Regions from separate parts of the Zea mays genome. Here region 2 is linked to region 1. A link is a contact called in public Hi-C data. All regions are on one chromosome and are shown on one strand. The core of a region is the stretch at or near the end of the contact, and the rest is flanking DNA. Distances in the headings are between cores, read along the strand shown. Region 1 holds the start of LOC542291 (general regulatory factor 1). Region 2 holds the start of LOC100382921.

Evidence for each region. Hi-C and Micro-C count contacts between places; a contact is called where the count stands out from the background.
Region 2: a Hi-C map of leaf shows a contact between it and region 1, with 3 times the contacts expected there. The contact joins the promoter of LOC100382921 here to the promoter of LOC542291 in region 1. A contact is called at or near these places in 15 of 25 Hi-C or Micro-C datasets (bundle sheath, ear, endosperm and 6 more) and 2 of 3 datasets of contacts at active chromatin or transcription factors (leaf and seedling).

Annotation. Positions count from the first base shown.
Region 1 is chr2:43,077,780-43,083,478 of Zm-B73-REFERENCE-NAM-5.0, forward strand. It overlaps LOC542291 (general regulatory factor 1), which reads right to left and starts at 2,757. Exons shown (of 6, transcript NM_001363909.1): 1 at 2,673-2,757; 2 at 1,596-2,040; 3 at 1,430-1,508; 4 at 1,181-1,303. The coding sequence starts at 2,002.
Region 2 is chr2:43,270,913-43,276,611 of Zm-B73-REFERENCE-NAM-5.0, forward strand. It overlaps LOC100382921, which reads left to right and starts at 2,730. Exons shown (of 5, transcript NM_001361689.1): 1 at 2,730-3,089; 2 at 3,232-3,325; 3 at 3,442-3,479; 4 at 3,590-3,725; 5 at 3,811-4,296. The coding sequence starts at 2,787. The coding sequence ends at 4,220. LOC103646358 (lysine histidine transporter-like 6) reads left to right here. Exons shown (of 7, transcript XM_008671093.3): 4 at 1-232; 5 at 340-431; 6 at 517-585; 7 at 716-1,156. The coding sequence ends at 814. LOC100281998 (protease inhibitor/seed storage/LTP family protein) reads right to left here and starts at 5,258. Exons shown (of 2, transcript NM_001165449.1): 1 at 4,870-5,258; 2 at 4,316-4,755. The coding sequence starts at 5,242. The coding sequence ends at 4,481.

The sequences.
Region 1 (5,699 bases), core at 1,507-4,006:
CACAGACAAAAAAAAACCCAAATTCATATACCCCCAAAATACAGAATACCAAGGTAGCTAAATGCCCAACTTTTTATGAGCCACTAAGGACCTACAACCTAAAGTTAGAACAAACAATTTCAACCAGTGCAGAATATACTGTGATATTTTATTCTCCTAAAGGGACTTTGACATTGAACTAAAAGGATTTGCATAACTGTTCAACGGCATAACTTAATACAAAGTAGCAGTCAACCAAAGTCACATAATAACAAAAGGTTAGGTACACCCAATAGGATGCTCTAGTGTGCACGCACTCAGCACAACAGTTGACTGCCATTAAAAGATGCTGTCTCCCAAAAGACCGATTCCAAGAAATTTCCAGTGTTGTATATAAGTCAATGACAGAATAGTGAATAACCATAATATTAGGTTTCCTGTCCATATCACAAATTGTGCACAAACCAATCCTTGTATAAAAAGTACACATTTATGACAGCAGGTGTGACAACAAAAAACAATTAGCCCCTCCAATTTTTTACATGTTGTATTAGGCCTGCCTTAAGTCAAATGTTTCTAACTTTGACCATTAATTTTCAAAAAGAAAACATGTAGTGTCACAACATGTGAACCGCATATTATGAAAGTCTTTCTCATAATGAATCCAAAAACATAAACTTATGTTGTTAGCCTATATAATTTACTACCTCCATTCTCGAATATTTGTCGCCCGCTAGTTTATTTTTTAACTAAAACGTGACAAATAAAAAACAACGGAGGGAGTATTAATTTTTACAAAATTGGTGGTCAAAGAGAGAAATATTTGACATAGGATAAAACTAACATGCATGCAAAAACACAGGGCATACTAATATCTAATATCTGGAGGGCTTCATAGTTCATAACCAGAAAAAATAATTTAAAAGTCTCAGCAAAGTATAGGGTTGTAGCATTGAGTCTAGAGATGAATCAAATGAGAAAAGGCAACATAGCAAATATGGTCCTCTAGTGATAGTATTATGACAGTAATGTCCCAGATGCCATTTTCCCCTTACTGCTCAATTAACAAAGGTCACACTAGGCTTGTCATTTCATAAGTACAGCATATCATCAAAAACAGACAAACAATTCCCTACACAAGCACTGCACGTCCACATATATAATATACTAAGAAAACATCAAATGGTGCTGAAAAACAAACCTGCTTTGCAAGACTGCAGGCGCGATCAGGTGAGTTCAGAATCTCATAGTAGAACACTGAGAAGTTAAGTGCCAGTCCAAGCCTAATAGGGTGAGTTGGAGCAAGCTCAGCCAGAGCAATGTCCTGAATGCACCACAAACCCCTTTTCAGCAAACTTGTAATAAAATATGACGTGAAAAAAAACTACAAGCATATTGCTTCATGAACAAAATTGCACACTGATTAAGAATGAAACAAAAAATTGTTGACCTGGGCAGCCTTGTATGCCACCATCGTGTTCTCAGCGGCGTCCTTTCTCTCAGCTCCAGTCTTGAACTCAGCAAGGTATCTAATCATGACAACTGAATCAGTCAAACAGAAACGTAATCTCACAGCATATGAGAAAGTCTTACTGGGATCCATACAATCATATTACCTGTAGTAATCACCCTTCATCTTGAGATAGAAGACCTTGGACTCGGGGGCAGTGGAAGACGGCACAAGATGGGTCTCAAGCAGCTTGAGGATGCCATCACAGATCTTGGTCAGCTCAGTCTCAATCTTGCCACGATAATCCTTGATGAGTGTTACTCGGTCCTCATTGCCTCGGCCCTCCTCCTTCTGCTCGATGGAGGAGATGATGCGCCATGAGGCGCGGCGGGCTCCAATGACGTTCTTGTATGCAACAGACAAGAGGTTTCGCTCCTCCACAGTGAGCTCCTCCGAGTCAACAGTCTTGGCTACCTTCTCCATGAACTCAACCATCTCCTCGTACCTCTCCGCCTGCTCAGCGAGCTTCGCCATGTACACATTTTCCTCACGGGAAAGCTCTGCTGATGCCATCTTACAGTTCAGTTTTCAAAATTTGCAGTACGCCGGATCTGCAAATATACATCAATATATGGGACAACACTTTATTGATCTGTGGCACGAATAGGTACTAGCTAGTCAAATTCAGACGGGGGATTTCCAGGGGTAATGCAAAATTCTCAGCATAAATCACGGAAATTCATGGTCAGGTAACGGCAATTTATCATTAACTGTATGAAAAAAGAGTACTAGAGTATTTGCTTGGCGAATTTTGCCTGCAATAAACCACAAACTAAACCTAGCTGAAACCATGTATCCTAGCTTCCAACACTTCCTCTAACCTTGAAAAGGGACAGATCTGAGTACCTATGTACGAACTTCCAGCGGTAAAAAACACGCCGCTTAATAAGCATGACACATAATCATCTGGTTAAACTGGAGTAGAGGCTTTGACGGATCCGTACGCGTATCACGTCAGATCAATCGGGGATGTGTCCCCATCCTCGCGCCTACTCGATCTAAAGGGACCCAACCACCAGTAGACGCGGCCCCAAAACGGTGCGGAAACGAGATGTTTAGGTTACAAATCCAACGCAAAAATAAGCAAATCGTCAGGGAGGAAAGGGGATCGAAACAGCAGCGACCCGAAATCAAGACAGGAGGAGACTCCGAGGGACGGAGGAGAGGGGGGGCGAGAGGTAACCTCCGCGTGCGTCGTCGGTCGTCCTTGTCGAGCTCCGGCGTTCGAATGGGGGGTGCGGCAAGAGATGGTGCCGGCTGCGGTCTACAAAAGGCCTGTCGCCGAGTCCCGCGGCCCAATGATATGGTGACGCGTGTCGGCGCCACGATGGCAGCCCTAGTCCCGCGCGGTGCATGTGGTCGTATGGCCCACCGGACAGGCAGAGGCGTAGCCATCGACGAATTCAGAGGCCGTCACGGCTCACGACTTGTGGGGACTGGACAGCCTGCTCCACCTGTCAGGCCTACCTGCCTGCCGGTGTGATGGTGGGCCCTGTGCCGCCCTGGTCGTAAGTCTCCGGGCTCCGGCGCCGCGCCGCGAGACAGCCTGGACGCGCTGGACTGACCGGCGCGGGGCCGAAAGGGAAATGATTCATCTCGCACGGACCGCAAAGCTGCCTGAGTTACCGACCCGTGGGCCCGCGTGCCTCGCTGGCCACGTGACGTCCTTTCGTGCGTCGGGCGCGGGTAAGAACTGGCGCTGGCGGGCGCGGGCGCGGGCGGGATGGATCTGGACCTCTGGACGGACGTCACGACTCACGAGACACACAGGGCGGCGGGGCGTGGGGAGCGACAAGGCGTGTCGGCGTGTCGCCGAAGAGGCCGCGGGGCCCGCTCCTGCACGAGCGTCAGGTGACATGAGGCGCGCGGCAACGACTGTCACTCGGATGGAGTGATAGCAGATGGATTTGAAATCGGGCATGTGGGTGTTTTGTTAGCCTCAGTTAAAAGAAAATTCCTTCAATGACATCCAAATTTATATTAATTTCTTCAATGTCATCAGAATTTATAGCTTCCCTTCAATAACATCAAATTTAAATTTTAATCTCTTGAATGATATTATCGTTAGTTTGAAGTTAACGCTGTTAGTTCAATTTAAAGTCAATATCTCCAATGTCAATTTCTTCAATGGACTGAAGTTTTTAAAAATCGTGGAATTTTAAAAATCTGATCCATATTTTTTGATTCTGGAATTTTTAAACCCAAATAGATCGAACCAATTTCTAGTGACATTGAAGGGATCAGTATAGATTTTAGTGGTATTGGAGAGATAGACTTTAAATTGGACTAACGGCGTTAGCTCCAAACTAACGGTAATGGCATTGCAGGGATTAAAATTTAAATTCGATGGCATTGAAGGGAAGCTATAAATTATGATTGCATTGGAGGGATTGATATAAGATTGGATGGCATTGAAGGGATTTTCTCTTGAAGTTTAGTAAAGATACGAGATGAAATTATAAAACATCTATTTAATATTTATAATTGATACTCAAATATTTGATGGAATACGAACTAAACTTTAGTCAGAAGAAAGATTTCTTAAAGGCCTCTAGGGTGTTAATAAAAAAATACAAGAGAAGTGTTCTTTATAAAGAGTTCGTCTCTAACATATTGTCTCTTTAAATGTATCTATGATTTAAAGGCTCACAATTGTATCATGCAGTCTTTTATCTATCTCTTTGTCGGTACCCTGAAACTAGGGTACCCCTGCTACTGTACAAAGACAAAGAACCCACACGACTATCCCTTAGTCGCGTGGTAGAAGTGCTGTGTGTGGGACCAAGCCACGGCTTGCCCCAATCTTAGGCGGCTATTCTGGGTCCACAACAGCGCCCGATCCCACCAATTGGGCGGGTTCGAAGCCGCCACGTGTCCAGAGAAGGTGGAATACTCCAAAGCATCAACAGTGAGTCCGAACCCCCATGGGAGAGCGTCGGACCCCGGATGTACAGTCCGGACCCCAAGGTTTGTCCTAGACCCTTAGATATACAGTCTGCACCCCCAAGGTTGATCCCGGACCTCCACATGTGTAAGCCGGACCCCTGGAATGGGATCCAGACCCCCCCCCCCCTATATGGGGTCCGGGCCGCCCACAGGGGGGTCCCAAGGTCACAGGACAGAACATACCCGGACCTTGAACAGGACCCAGGCGGGGGTCCGGTACCGACACGTGTCCAGACCTAGTTTGGTGCGGACCTGTCCGCGTACGCTTCTGCTCCCCACCCAGGCGGAGACCCAATGCTGCCACGTGGCCTACTGCGCGTGACATAAGCCAACTGGCGGAGCCTGACGTAAGGCCTCCGGGTTACGCGTCCCCTGCATTTATTGCGGATAAGGCGCGCCGTCTGTCCATCTCGCTGACAGGCGATATGCCGCCTTAGCATTTAATGAGACCTGTCCATTCCGTTGGTAGGCAGCGACCTGTCCATTCTGCTGGCAGGCGGCGACCTGTCCATTCCGCAGGCGGCGTGCCTGTCCATTCCACTGGCAGGCAGCACGCCCATACTGTCGCGTGCACTACACCCATCATTGCTCGTACATACTAAGGAAACAGCCGTCGCGTATCAATACTGCCCGGGTTGCGGATATCATGGCGCCAGGAGATAGCACATGCGTTACTTCCATTAGTTACTCCAGGTATTTCATCCATTATGTTCCTGGGCCCACATGTCGGGGCTCAGCATCCTTGTATGTGCCTCCCTTGGGCTATAAAAGGGAAGGCACATAACGTTACAAGGCAAGCTCATAGGTTCACAACTGAAAGGGAAATGTGCCCTTGGGCCATTTCTAAGTATTTTGGTGATTGAGTGCCAACACAAGTGCTTAAATGTGAATCTATGCCCATGGATGAGCAAAGTGCAAATCAAGAGTAAAGGTATGTTTCTAAGCCTTAGTATATTGGTTTTGTGTACTAATATACTTGTCTAAGTGTTAGAAACAGAAAGAAGAAGAAAAGAAAAGAGGTGAAAAAGGCTTGGCTGTGTACAGCCAAGACTCAGCTCTGTCTGGCACACCGGACTGTCCGGTGGTGCACCGGACAGTGTCCGGTGCGCCAGGCTGCCTCGAGCGAAGTGGCCGCTCTCGGGAATTTGCCGACGGCGTACAGCTAAAATTCACCGGACTGTCCGGTGTGCACCGGACTGTCCGGTGAGCCAACGGTCGGCCGGGCCAACGGTCGGCCGCGGAATCCGCGCGCGACACGTGGCCG
Region 2 (5,699 bases), core at 1,480-3,979, 190 kb after region 1:
GTCGCCGGGTACTGGGCCTTCGGGCGCGACGTCGGCGACAACGTCCTCGTGGCGCTGCAACGCCCGCCCTGGCTCGTCGCCGCCGCCAACATGATGGTCGTCATCCATGTCGTCGGAAGCTATCAGGTATATGCGATGCCGATGTTCGAAAGCATCGAGACGATTATGGCCACAAGGTTCAGGCTGCCGCGAGGGTTGCTCCTCCGTCTAGTGGCCCGATCGGCCTACGTTGGTATGTATGTATGAACTGACGTAGTCACGTAGAGACTGGAACACTCCCGCATGCCAATTCTCGTGGTAACTGTCTGTGGACCACGGCGCCATGCCATTGCCTTGCAGCATTCACACTGTTCGTGGCGGTGACCTTCCCGTTCTTCGGCGACCTCCTAGGCTTCTTCGGAGGGTTTGGGTTCACGCCGACCTCCTACTTCGTAAGCAGCTGCAGCTCTGCCTTCCACGCTGACACGTACCATAGCAGTGACGACTGACGAGACTCGTTGGACCCTGTTTGCGCAGCTCCCCTGCGTTCTGTGGCTGAAGATCAAGAAGCCGCCGAGGTTCAGCGCGTCGTGGTGTGCCAACTGGGTAGGCGACGACCGCCACTTCTTCTTCTTCCTCGCATTCTTTGGCTTTTTCAAACTGGGAGAGAGTCCAGAGCTGGGACTGGCCTCTGCCTGCTCACCACTTGCTTGCTCCGTCCGCGTCTCTTTGTCAGGGCTGCATCATCGTCGGAGTGCTGCTGATGCTTGTGTCCACCATCGGCGGCTTACGGAGCATCGTCCAAGACGCATCGACGTTCCAGTTCTACTCCTGAAGCCCTCACACTTGCATGTACCTCTACACTCACATGGTTCCAGCAAGTCGTCACCCTCGCTCGTCCACGCAGCTCTACCTCTACATTTTGTTGCAAGCTTGAGGGTGTCCGGGTGTGGCTGCAGCCTGCCGAAATGCAGAGGACGATGCAGCAAACTGTACACTCGCTAAGACGTACGGTTGTGTGTTCTACGGATGGGGGGGGGGGGGGGGGGGGGGGCTTTCCTGTGCGCGCCCAGCTCAATCTGCAAGGTGTGGTTGCAACAGGCAGATCAGACGAATCGTTTAGCCGTAGTGAAAAATATAAAATCACTATCTTTAATGCGATCATCTGATATGTGAACAGACTTTCTCTATCAAAGCATGTTAGGTTTCAGAAAGAACATAAGGCGACACATAATATAATACATATATAAGCGAAAAAAACTGTTTACGAATTTCAGAATAAGAAGGGATTTCGATAACACATCATCTATCCATTAAAGAGTGCACAGAGAACCCATAATTCTTTTAACAGGTTTCTAGCACCAAAAACAAATATTACATAATGCAAATTATTGCAAATCAATAAATTAACTTTAACAACTTTACTCTCTAATATAAGGCCCTAGTTAATTACTTACAACATAAGAGTTAATACCATGGAAGTAAAACACAAATAACCTAGGATTATTATTTAACAAATTTCTATCACCAAAAACGAATATTTACATTTCCACAAATCCTACACGTACGACATTAGTACAAACCGTACATTGAAATAGCATAAAATAAAATAAAAAATAGCTATACCATACTTTACTCTCTAATATAGGGGCCCGATTAGTTACTTATGATATAAGAATTGATACCATGAATGTAAAAACATAACAAAAACAAGCTCACTGTTCATGCCGATCATAAGCTCATAACAATTGGGTAACTCCAAACCACTATAAAAATGTAAACATACATTACTTCAATGAACATATTATGACAACAACATAAACTATATGTTGTAGTCACTAAAATGAGCTACCAGTCCAAAACATGAATTGCATCGTTACGAAACAAGCACACGGCTACATTAAACTTGTAAACAAAGTTAAAGTGATGATAATTATAGTTTAGAACATATTTATTACTCTCTAGACTTGGTTATGAGTTTTTCCGTTTGAGGTTCTCGTATAAGTTTATAATGAGATAATAATTAACATATACTATACCATTTTCTCCATATATTTACGAGACTTTTAGTGACATATCTACACATATTTCTTCTTATTTTTCACATGTTTTTTAGATATATTATTCAATATATTGATCTTAATGATGAATAACATTGTTGATCCATGAAGAGAGGTATGAACGCTTTAGGTGGTGTTTGGTTCCCACCTCTTAAAGTTTAGTGTCGTTTAAAGTTTAGTCACTTTTAGTCTCTAATCTGTTGAACAATATGACTAAAGGAGGTCTTCCAAATAGAAATTTTAGAGACTAAAGTTTCGGAAGATGACTAAAGTAACTCAACGCCCCTTTATTATCCATCAACCACCCCATCTTATAAGGCATTACTTCAAAATTTATCCACCCCATCTTAGAAGACGTCCCTCCAAAAAAATATTTTTGTGAGTCCGTCGCCTCCTAAAGTTGAGTAGCTAAAGTTTAGTTATTTTTAATTTTAATTCTAAAATGACAAATAACATGACTAAAATATGTCTATCAAATACAAATTTTATAGATTAAAATTTGGTCCCTAAAGTTTAGAAGAATGAATAATGGAAACAAACACCTCTAAAACAATATTCTAAACAAATCCAACGGTCCGAAGTAGCGGGCACGGATGGCGCGACCGTCAAAGGCCACGTAGCAACGTGATAGTGTCGCCTTGCTGGCTTGGCGGGGCACCATACACCACACCACTTCGCGCCCAAGATGGCGCTTTATTATCTCTGGTCTGGTCGCTGCGCCTCCCGCTTGGCCGCGAGCCCGCGACCATGGCGGCGCCACCCGTCCCCGTCCTCTGCAGCGCTTCCCCATGTCGCATCACCACCCACCTCGCCCCTCCTGCCTTTCGGACCGTTGCCGCGGCGCGGCCGCAGGCCTTGCCCTTCGTCTTGTGCGTCGAGCAGCGCGTGGGGCCCTCGGCGCGCGCGCGCGCGCCGTTCGCGGCCAAGCGCGGCGGCGGCGGCGAGGTATCCGCGGAAGCTCCAGACGGCACGCGCGCGCTGCTCCAGGCGGCGCTCTGGGGCGCCGAGGCTGCCTATATACTCTGGCTCTTCCTTCTGCCTTACGCCCCGGTCAGTAAGTCCGTACCCGTTTCAGCGTGCATTTGCGTTCCAAATTATGAGCTCAAACGCTGTCATCATCGTGTCCCGAGAGACACTTCCGGCAGGAAGAAAAAAGATAGAGTCTGTAGCTTCCATCTCCATCTTCGTGCAGGGCGACCCGGTCTGGGCAATCTCGCAGGCTACCATCAGCGACCTCATCGGCCTATCACTCAACTTCTTCTTCGTCCTGCCGCTGCTCAACTCAGGTACGCTGAAACCCAGCAAGTTCCTTATGCCCAAGCCCAATGGTTTTTTTTCTCTCTCTCTCTCCCAAAGTTATTGTGGGCGTGACTCTGTTGGTGAGTTTTCCTGGGCAGTGTAGTTGGCGTTCACCTGCTCGAATCGCCTCTACTTCACCCTGTAAGCAGCCGACTACTCACGCTTGTTGCGACACAGCAGTGCAGTTGCGCACGCATTTCGTGCCCTGAGACTGTTATAATAAATTGTATACGCCTGCTTTGCCGCCCCAGATGGCAGAAGGATTGTTCAACTTGGTGCTCGCTTGGACGCTGCTTTTTGCGCCACTCCTCTTCACGGATTGTAGGAGGGACCGCTACAAGGGATCGCTCGATGTCCTGTGGGGCTTTCAGATGTTCCTCACAAACAGTATGATCTCTTTGGAAAACACTAAAAAAACTCGCTGTTCATGGATAGGAGGTTGCCTAACAGCATTTCGCTGTCATCTCTCCAGCTTTCTTGATACCTTACATGGCGATCCGACTGAACGGTCCGGAAGCGGACCGGTCTCCGCCACGAAGATCACAGCTGGGTTCAGTCATGGTCAACGGCGCGCCGGCTGTGGGCGCGGTCGGCGGCCTCGTCTGCGTTCTCTCGATCGTTTGGGCGTTCTCTGGCCGCGGAGATTCTGGTTTCGGAGGCATTGCGGAACGGTGGCAGTATCTGCAGAGCTACCTGTTCTCGGAGCGGCTTGCTTACGCGTTTCTCTGGGATATGTTTCTGTACTCCGTATTCCAGCCGTGGCTGATCGGGGACAATCTTCGGAACGTGAAGGCGGATGCTGCTGGGCTTGTGAGTGTGGTGCGGTTCGTCCCCGTTGTGGGTTTAGTTGCCTACCTTCTTTGCTTAGAGGAAGAGGATTAGCTGTTAACTGTGTTTTTTTATATATTTTTTGTGATCATTTGGATCGTTGATCAGTGTGCAGTTGAGTGGATTATGTACTTGGTGGCAGTGAGTTTGCAACTGAAAACACAAATCTTGTAGCCGAACAAGAACAACCGGGATGGACATACAGTATTTTTTTTCCTGGGCGGCTAGTCTCTCTAGGAAACAAGCCCATCAGAAAAGCAACTAATTTTCTCTAAGACATAATTCTAACTGCCTGACGAATGCCGCTCAATTCTTCAGAAAGCTAGGACTGACACCAATGCCACGAAACCAAGAGTGACAGAGAAGCCGTGAGCTATCATCTTGGACCCCCGGCTGTATCGCGGCGGCGTCTGGCTGCTCACCGACGGTGACGGTATCATACGTGGTGTCGTCGGCGTTGGCGTCGCTGGCGTGGTGAGGGTCGCTGGAGCACTGGAGTTGGCGCTTGCGTGTGGAGTGACCGCCGCCGCGGGCGGCGGCGGCGGCGGTGGCAGCGGCGGTGATGGTCCATGGGGAAGAAGACCGGCAACTGCAAGAGGGCTCATCATCAAACACAACTTCAGTGAGTGCCAAATCCCTGGCACGAGAAGGGGAGGCGAAATATCCGTGCACGTAATGGAGATCGCGTGCGTACGAGTATTACCTGCGCAGGCGCCGGTGGCGGGCGGGAGGTCGAGGCGGCAGAGCCGAGGCATGGCCATCACGCGCGTCATGTTGACGGCGACGGGGGCCGTGCTGGGGTTGCTGAGAGCCTGGCAGAGGCACTGCGGCTCGTCGTGCACCATGCTGCCAAGGTTGGCGCAGCAGGTGTCCGCCGGCACGGTGGCGGTGCCCTCGATGAAGGGCAGGCAGGGGAGGAGGCGGAGGAGGTCAGTGCTGCAGGTGGACGACGTGCCGGCCTGGGGCGGCACCGCATGGACGGCAGCGACGGAAGCCAGCAGCAGCAGCAGCGCGACGTAGAACGCAGGAGCCGACGCCATTGCTTCTCTCGCTAGCTGATCTTTTCTGCTCTGCATGGAAACTGGAGACAACTGTTTTCTTGATTTGCTCTTCTGGCGATTGGTTGCAGTGGATTTATAGCATCGGAGCAACGGCGATGCACGGTAATGGTGTGTGTTCCTGAGCTGGGAGCCTGGGACTGGGACCTCGCATCGCATGCATGGCGGGCTGGCGGCTGCTTGGCAGATTTGCGTGACGCCCTGCATGGAAGGCGGGAGCGTTCCGTGTGAGCCGCTGCGGCGTTAGTAGGATTCGCTCGCAGTCGTAGGTGTAGCAGGCTTTGCCAACGGGCAATGAAGCACAGGGATGGTGTGCTTCAGACCCTTCAGTTCAGTGCTTGTACGTCGCCGTGTCGTGCTCCATGTGCGTGCCATGTGAACTGCTGTCTATATTACCGGCTTGTTGAAACTGATAAATCATAAATGCAGATCACTCTGGCTGAATTCACTAGTTCATTTTTTATCTTCTAATCGG